Regions from separate parts of the Mus musculus genome. Here regions 1 and 2 are each linked to region 3. The links are chromatin contacts, called in public HiChIP or PLAC-seq maps. All regions are on one chromosome and are shown on one strand. Each heading gives the region's core, a stretch centred on a gene start, on an enhancer-like site or on the middle of the called end of the contact. The rest is flanking DNA. Distances are from core to core; before and after follow the strand shown. Region 1 has its middle 9.8 kb from the start of Gm13985. Region 2 overlaps Gm32210 (a long non-coding RNA gene). Region 3 has its middle 22 kb from the start of Gm32137.

Region 1 (2,700 bases), core at 2-2,501, 340 kb after region 3:
TTTGATCCTTAGGGCTCGATATCTTCCACAGAACTATGTTAACAGCACGTCATGCTTTGACAACTAAATATAAACTGGGAGTTTCTACTTCTTGCCATTGTACCAACTAAAAGCAAGAGAAGTTTGCTTCTGAGGATGAAAGTGCTGACCAATTGAAAAACAAAATCTTTCTAATGTTATCTCCTTGCCAACAAAATGCTCTTTTGCTAATTTTAAATGCAGGTCTTGAGTAATAGAAATCATGACAGGATAGCTCCTTCGGGGTATCCTAACAAAGACTTCATTTCAAAATACACCTCATGGAGGCATTTAGTGATAGAGGACATGGAACCATGGCTCTTTTCTGAAAAGTTGCTGAACAGCCACTTAAATGCCTGATATCATAGCCTTATTAGGGTGGAGGATACAACACAGACATTTTGATTTCTAACCATACAATTTCCCTAGCAATATTCAAGTGTTTCCAAACATCTGCTTCTATTTATCTCTTTATTTTTCTCAGATTCCTTCTGAGCTCATTGGATGATTGGATGACCTTGACATTACAGTTGAGCCCTAAATCAAAACATTTTACATTCTACATATTTTTTTCCAAAGAAGGTTCAGAGTTATTATCCAAGTAATTACAGATTTCATTTCTGGGACTTCTTATCTCTTTTGTTTTCCACATCATAAATAACTGGAATTTTATGTTGACAAGAAAAGTTTTATTACACTTTTTTTTTTTTGCACTTTTGGGGATAGAACTCATGGCCCTGTGCCATGCTTAGCAACCACTGTACCACATCCTAGCTCATCTATAGAATATTTTGTGAGGAAGCATGATTAAGAAATTGCATATGACTTCTGGTTACTTATATAACTCAGTTGATTGTCTTCTTTCTTAGCTAAAGATAGGCAGGGAACTGGCCATGCTGAATTTCAAATGTAAACAAGTAAAATCTGATCTTAAGTGACCAGAAGGGAACTGGCAAGTTTGAATACAGTCCAATGCCTCTAAAAATGATGAAATATGGTTGCATGTGTGGAAGGGAAAAAACCTTAGGGAACCTCACAAAGGTATACTACAGGAGGAACACACATATGGTTCTAAGTGAGGGAATCTCATACTATTGGTCTTTCAGACAATTGCCCCTAAAGAAGCTCAATGATTAATCCAAGGTCACATAATGGATTTCTGCCGACGTGAGCTTTCCTGTTTTCCTGGGCACTATGTCTGAGAACTGAGGGTGTGACTCATTCACTTCTAAGCCCTAGAGGGACATAGTTGCACAATTTTCCACAGGTATTTTGGCAGCACCAAGGGCATTTGAATCAGAGCATATCTCTGTTTCCTTCTGAGGAGAGAATGCATGTGATCCAGCCAGAGATCTCACACACACACACACACACACACACACACACACACACACACACACACACACACTATACACTCACACACACACATACACATGCACCACTGCCCCAGAAAATTTCACGGTAAGATGACTACCTTTTTGTTACTAGGAACTCTACAACTTAGCACTAGACAGTATTTATTAAATACCTTTTAGGCATCAGAGCGATCTGCCTATAAAGCACTGCCTTCTTTTACCTGATCTTGATCTATGACTAATCAGCCCAAAGGCTTTGGACAAAACTTTGAGTCAGGTTCACTTCTTGGTAACTGGGAGAAAGTTATCCCGCCCTTCTTATTGCCTGGAGTTATTGTGTAAGTTGAATGAACTAGCACATGGGGAAAAAAAACTACAAAATGATTGTTGAAATATAATGGACACAGATAAAATAGCTTAATCATAGATGGCATGTGATGCCAGACACATGTCTACAAATGTGACATATCAATCCAACTAAGATACAGCTGAAGAAATTAGACACTATCCCAGGATCTCCTCTCATACTGTCTATGGATAAACTCTATTCTGGGTTTTAATAATATAAACATGTTTCACCTTATATGTAAGTGTCGTTTTTTAAATTTTACTCAGAATAATGTTTATGAATTTCTTTCATGGTGTTGTATGCTAAGGGTTGGGGATCTTCATTCTTCTTGTCCTGTTAATTACACTGCCATTAACTGTATGAACAGATAATGTTTCTTTACTGTTCAACTCTTTGGTTACTTTCCAACTTGACCTTTTTGCAGTTACTCACTTCTGCTAAGTCTATACTGGAAACCAAATGGCTGATTCTGCAGGCATCTGCACATCTAGCCAATAAATATGCCAAGTGGTCTTCCAATATGGTGACTACAGATTGCTTGCCTAGTAAGACTATCTGATGAATATCTGTGTTTGATGTATTTTACTATTACTTTTTATTTTAATTTAGTTGAATAAAATATTCTTAATAAGCTTATCAGCAGCACAAGTTTGGAAGAACAAATCTTTCTTATTTCAAGCTCACCACAGTCACATGCAATATCATTGGGGTTCCATGATATGTAATGGCTGTTGTCATTTTACTCAAGGCTTCTAGAGCTATGAAAATTAATTGAAGTTAAGTCTGTATGGATATATCTATATTTATCTTACTATATAGAAGGAGAGAATCCCAAATTTGCTAAATCTATGTGCAAATAGAATGTATATGTTAGCCCTACACTTCTAAGACTGAGGCAGGATATGCATAGTTTATTTCTCAATGGCATAATGCCCTGGCAATGGCTGTTTAAGGAGTATAATTTAAATAAGTAACAAC
Region 2 (2,878 bases), core at 156-2,655, 280 kb after region 3:
TGCTGAGACCACTTCCACTATGGCTGTTGTCATAATCCTTCCAGTTGTATGCCAGGCTTTGGTAGGTAAAGTCTGGCTCTAAAGATGCTCTTGATTTCTTTGCTTGACATTGAAATTCCAAGGTAGTAGTGAAAGACCCTATGGGGCTTTCTCTGTTTTACTGGTAGAATACCAGTATTATCTGGGTACTCAGAGGGTAAGAACCCATATATGTGTGTTGTACAAATATGACAATCCTTACTCCAGGGATGCTGAAATTATGGAAACTATTTAGTTGATAGAGCTGGATGCCTCAGCAATCTCAACCTAGTGCGAAAGGCCTGGGTGATTCCTGGAGAGCCAATGGCCTTTATTTCATGTTAGAATGTGAAAGATGCTGAGATCCCATGTTAACAACAATAGCAACAATAACAATAACATCAACAACAACAATTAGCAGCAGCAGTTCAACAAGGCAAATGAACTCATAGGTAGAGAGATGAATTTGCCAAGAAGATGTAAACAGAAGATTTTCCACCAGTCCTCCTTATAGCTCAGCCACCATCCAGAAACCACACATTTATGATGGGCCTTTTCACTTCAATTAACTTAATCAAGAAAATCACCCAGAAGTGTGCCCAGAGACTTGCCATTCTAGATCCAGTTATGAAGATTAACCAAGATTAACCATGACAATGCTTATTTCACTGGTACAAGTATATTGTACCCAGTACCTACTTGGGCAGTCATAATCTTTTAAACACCCATTGGCAAGCAGGTAAAATAAACAGTAAAAATGCATGTCCAATGTAATGGACATTCTCCAGCCAATGTGTGAACAGGGAGGAACTTAAAATTGGGGCTATTTCTTTGCTCTGCAAGAATCTAGTTCAGTGTGGACATAGATTGGGGTGGAACAGAGACAAAAGAAGTTCTATTGAAAATTAGTAGTGTTCACTGTCCCCAAGGCACTTATCATTTGTCATCTCTTTCACTTAACTACATGAAGCTGGATTCAAAGTCCTTCCAATTTCATGAATGAGGAAATAAATGCCTAGAAGATGAAAGATATATGTTGAGCCCATGGGGATAGTGTAAATGAGAGTTCTGTATAGATTCAAGGCCAAGTTACAGTGCAGTATCACCTTTCTCCATTTATAGTACTCCCTCTAACAACCCTGAGAATCTTCCTCCATCTGTATAGTCACTGTCTCCATTCCCATTTCGCTATATCACTCCATATAGATAGGACCCAGTGTTAAAATTTATGCATATCACATCTCACTGTGCTAAAGAGGTTAGTTCATTTCTCGGAATAGCTGCATAGGAAGGCCTGAATAGTCCTCTGAGAAATGACACAGCTCTTCAGATGCTAGGAGTGGGATGGTGGGGAAATACCAATATCCCTAGTAGGAAAACTTAAGAAGACATTTCAAAAGTCTCTTAGTCATGCATCAAGGAGTGTTGAGAAAGACCAGTCAACTCTGGCTATTTTTGCTACTGAGAAAATGTAAACACTTCTGTATTTGTTTTGTGGTTTCCTAGGTTATCTTTCCCAGAGGGCACTCAGGATTATGTGTGAGGGAGGAAGAAAGGGGAGCCCAGATGGGGCAGAAGGACAAGGGCTGTCTCTTTTTACTGAGAACTTTATGTCACATTAGAAATCAACATGGAGGGTGGCAATGCTGTAGTGAATGTCACCTCGTATAAGTTCTTTCATGCAACTCTTAAGTCAGATTTTATACAAATTCCACAGAATAGAGAGCTCTGACTCTAAGATGAAAACAATGCCTAGAGTTGATAATTCATCTCTTCTCACACTAGTAGTGGGGGTCAAAATTAGCATCCTGCCCCTAAAGCCTAGACTCGCCTGATGAATGATGTATTCCTGTGTAGAGTTTCAGGTTTCCTTTGTTGAAAATTATTTTCCTTGTTATTAAAATGTAAAAGCAGCCTTGAACAAATCCCTATAGTTTTAAAACTGAGACTAGAACTGATGCCAGTACTGAGATTAGATCAGTATTAGAGTCCTGATTTCCTGGAGGAATATCATTTCTACTAGGGAACAACTGCAACAGGAAGTTTGAATGTTAAGAAATGACTATTAGTCAACTGATCAGCAGGTATGTAAAGGAATGTGCAGTGTACTAGGTCAAATGGATGGCTAGAAGGAAGGTATATTCTACTGATAATCTCTGGCTTCTCCTCTGCCCATGCTAAAAGTATTTGAGCAAGGACAGCGAATGGGTATGCTATCAGGGTCTTAGCAATCCACTGACCGATAAAGGTAAAACACATAGCATTGTGGATAATTAGCAGTAGTTAGGAAAAGTGAATACATGTAAGAAAGGCAAGTGACATTGGGCTGTCATCAGCCTCAAAAAAGGATGCCCAAATACAGAATCTACTGTACTGAGCAATGCCTTTGAGAAATTGGTCATGAGCATTGATATTTTCTTTCTCCTTGACTTTGGTCACAAATATGAAGAGGTCTTATTGAATAAGAATTTCTAGAGATGGATATGCATGTTCTTATTACCTGCTTCCAATTCTTGACATAATCAGATCTCCACTCTTTTGAGTCACCTCAACCCCTCATCCCAATGTGGTCCTCACTTTGTCCACATTTTAGATTCAGAGACCCTTTTTGAGAACTCAAATAGAAATTTCTTCTTGAAATTTCTCCAGTGTTTTCAGAACCAAGTGATAAGGTGGAGTCAGACTTCCACACACATTTTTTCCATGAGAAATCAAGTAAGTGAATGAGTGAATGAATAAATGACAGCCTGTTCTTTTATACCTAGCTAAGCATTCCATGTCTTTAGCCCGAGTTTGCAAACAAAGGATGAACACAAGATGTAAAACTGAAGGTGAGGAACAGTTGATGAGGAGATACTGG
Region 3 (2,877 bases), core at 263-2,762:
CACTGGTGCCTTTTGCTGATATAAATGATCAGAATTCTTCAAGCTTGATTGTAGCTCTACCACGTGGAAGTGGAATTAAATGTTAACTTTTAATACTATTTTATTTTTATTTGTGTGTGTGTGTGCATGTGTGTGAGCGCACACGCATGCATGTCAGTGCTCACAAAAGTCAGAATCAAATACCCTGGAGCCGGAGTGACAGGTGGTTGTGAGCCATTCACATGGATGCTGGGAACAAAATGCATGCAACTTCTCAGGATCAGTTGGCTCAGGATTGCAAAATTCATCAAAGGCAGGAAGGGGAGTTTCCTGATTCCTCATACCTTCATCATCTCTGCCTACATGTTATTCTCTTTTTCCTGTGATTGCATGTGTGTCCTGCATTCCCATCCTCCTTCTGGAGGTACTTGCTCTACTGACTCTCCTCTCCTTGGATACCTATGTCTTTCTCCATCTTTGCTCCTATTTTTCTTTGCTAAGACACAGAGCATCTCAGATTGTAGATTATATTTGCTCTGAGCTAGACTGCTTGTGGTCCTTGGATGACATTACTTCTGCTATGCCTGTGTCTATAATGGTTTGGAGGAAAGTGTCCTACTGGATCTTCCAAGTCTAGCCAACAGCAATAGTTGTGCTGAGAACATCTTCGAAGGTAAACTCTGGATGATACAGGTCTCAAGTCACAACAGCAACTCTCAATCACTCTGGAAGTGTTCATGAATGGCTTCCAACTGTTCCATCATCTCAGTACCAAGTGCCAGTAACTCTAGAAGAATAAAATCTGACAGAATCCCAACTTACCTCTTTAACCAATCAATCTTCATTCTGCTTGACTTCTGGAATGGAAGAGAAAGCTGAGAAGTTACATCATTTAATAAGGCATGAGTATAATCCACAGTTGGTCTGGGTGCCTTTTAAGCCAATGTACTTCTGTAAGTGTGTTATTTGGGTTTTGAGGGAGAGGTGTAGAGAAGAGAATTACATCATGGACTTACTTGGAAAAAGCCTTCACATTTTATTTAATAATGAGCCAGACTGTGAGGTCCCCAGATAAGCTGCTCATGGATATTAGAGTTATTTTGATTGACATAGAACCAGACATAAAACTGATGTAGGAATATCATAGTATAGATAAGTCAGTATGTACTGACTTAACCTGATTTAATAATTGAATCTAGAAACCTAACTCCATCATATAACCTGGCTATTCAGATACTTACCCAGTTATTGCACCCTGCCTCTGATCACTTACCACATTCCTCTGCCTGGTTTTGGTTCTCTCTTCTTGTTTTCTGGCTCACCCCTTTCTTCACTCCGTGTCCCTTACTCACTCACCAGAATCCATATCTCTTTTCTTAACCAAAATTCCCCTTTCCTATGGTATGGCTTCATGCCAGAAATAATAAAGATGGTGGAAAATTTCCTTGTGGTTAGAGGTAAAACCAACAGCGGAGGAAGCCTGTCCTCTACTCCCCTCCCCTGCCCACAACTCAGCCCAGCTATGCACTTTGGCTCAGAGTGGGGACTTCACAACTTGTGGTTAGAGGATCTGAGTGATTCTTGTTCACTTTGCTGCCCTAATGTGGGCTTGGATGCAGCTAACAAGTTTCTGGGGGTCCTAGAGGATGGGGAAAGCACTGGGCAAGCACAGGTCTTCCTTGGACATAGTGGTTGAATACCAAGAAGTGTCCACAAACTGTTTCCTCCAGTGGCTAGCCAGCAAACATGAGGACCCAATGGAACTAAGTTCTACATACCTTATGGGGCAATCTGGCCCTATTAAAATAGTGCTCTGTGGGTGTGGGTTTGTTCATTAGAGAATTTCCAGGACTCCTGAAATGCTTGTGGGTAACCTGGCATTTCCTCAATGACCTGGCTGCAGAGATCCCTAACTAGCTTCAGGGATCTTAGCCTCTGTGCTCGACAAAGGCATCTGTGTGAAAATCAGTCACAGGAAACACATGGAAATTCCGGAGCCTTGAGTTTTCTATTATGTACAAAACTACCAACTGTCAAATCTAGGGTATGGCCAAGAGCTCAAATGTCAATCAAGTAGGGATGAGTCTGCACCTCTTATTATCTCTGGCTCATTTTCAAAACCATCTTTCAGTTCTTTGTCTAGGGGGTGAGACTCCATGTTAGCATGCCTGTTGATATTGTTATTGTCCTGGTCTTGTTTAGGCAGCTGTTTCTAGGACACACATTGTTAAGGTAGACTTTCTAGCTTCCTGGGTCTTGCAGTCTTTCTGCCCAACTCTTTTCCTGATGTTCTCTGAACCTTCAATGCAGGAGTCGTGCTGAAGATATACCTTTTGGGGCTGGACTCCACACCACCCATTGATCACTACAGTGTGGCCAGTTGGTTTTCTGTAATGATCTCTATTTGCTGTAAAGACAAAAATGAAGGGATAAGAGTTGCACTTATTTGTGGGAATAAGGAGATGATCCAAGACGTAGTAAGGAATTAGGCTAATAGTAAAATGATTATAGGAGATTTTTCCTAAGATTCATGGCTTCACTAAACCCAGTAGTTGGCTCAGTTTCAGGTACCAAGCCTGACATCTCTCCTGTTGAGTGGGCTTTAAATTCACTTAGACAGCTGCGGGCTGCCAACGTAAGTGCTATTATTGCTCCTTTATTGATATCTTGCTCTGCAGCTCAGCACTATGGTTCATAGGTGTCACAGCCAGAGAGGACTTTTCATTGCTTCATTCCCTTGGCAACTTGCATAATACGTTCATTCTAGTACTATGGAAGCTAGACTTCAGAAAGAAGGATTTCAGGTTAGCTCCAGCTTAAATCATCCATGTCCTACATGTACAGTGTCTTCAGAGATAAGGATTTACCTTCATCTCTGAGAGGCAACCAAGGGCAAAA

What was found. HiChIP or PLAC-seq counts read pairs in DNA pulled down with a chosen protein or histone mark.
Region 1: a FOXA1 HiChIP or PLAC-seq map of pancreatic cancer cells shows a contact between it and region 3. The contact joins two enhancer-like sites. A contact is called at or near these places in 4 of 484 Hi-C or Micro-C datasets (adipose-derived mesenchymal stem cells, embryonic fibroblasts and ventricular fibroblasts) and 3 of 115 datasets of contacts at active chromatin or transcription factors (embryonic fibroblasts, pancreatic cancer cells and vascular smooth muscle cells).
Region 2: a contact with region 3 is called in a FOXA1 HiChIP or PLAC-seq map of pancreatic cancer cells. The contact joins two enhancer-like sites. A contact is called at or near these places in 2 of 484 Hi-C or Micro-C datasets (adipose-derived mesenchymal stem cells and embryonic fibroblasts) and 2 of 115 datasets of contacts at active chromatin or transcription factors (embryonic fibroblasts and pancreatic cancer cells).

The regions. Positions count from the first base shown.
Region 1 is chr2:117,801,645-117,804,344 of GRCm38.p6, forward strand. No RefSeq gene overlaps it. Among named protein-coding and RNA genes, the nearest start is that of Gm13985, 9.8 kb to the right of the region's middle. Within about 2 kb of position 1,252, at least 51 of the 459 cell types and tissues checked have an H3K27ac peak or open chromatin away from gene starts, as enhancers often do. A contact at or near this core is called in pancreatic cancer cells, where this site is marked.
Region 2 is chr2:117,742,631-117,745,508 of GRCm38.p6, forward strand. All of the region lies in intron 2 of Gm32210 (a long non-coding RNA gene), which reads left to right. Among named protein-coding and RNA genes, the nearest start is that of Gm32210, 39 kb to the left of the region's middle. Within about 2 kb of position 1,406, at least 39 of the 459 cell types and tissues checked have an H3K27ac peak or open chromatin away from gene starts, as enhancers often do. A contact at or near this core is called in pancreatic cancer cells, where this site is marked.
Region 3 is chr2:117,460,264-117,463,140 of GRCm38.p6, forward strand. No RefSeq gene overlaps it. Among named protein-coding and RNA genes, the nearest start is that of Gm32137, 22 kb to the left of the region's middle. Within about 2 kb of position 1,513, at least 22 of the 459 cell types and tissues checked have an H3K27ac peak or open chromatin away from gene starts, as enhancers often do. A contact at or near this core is called in pancreatic cancer cells, where this site is marked.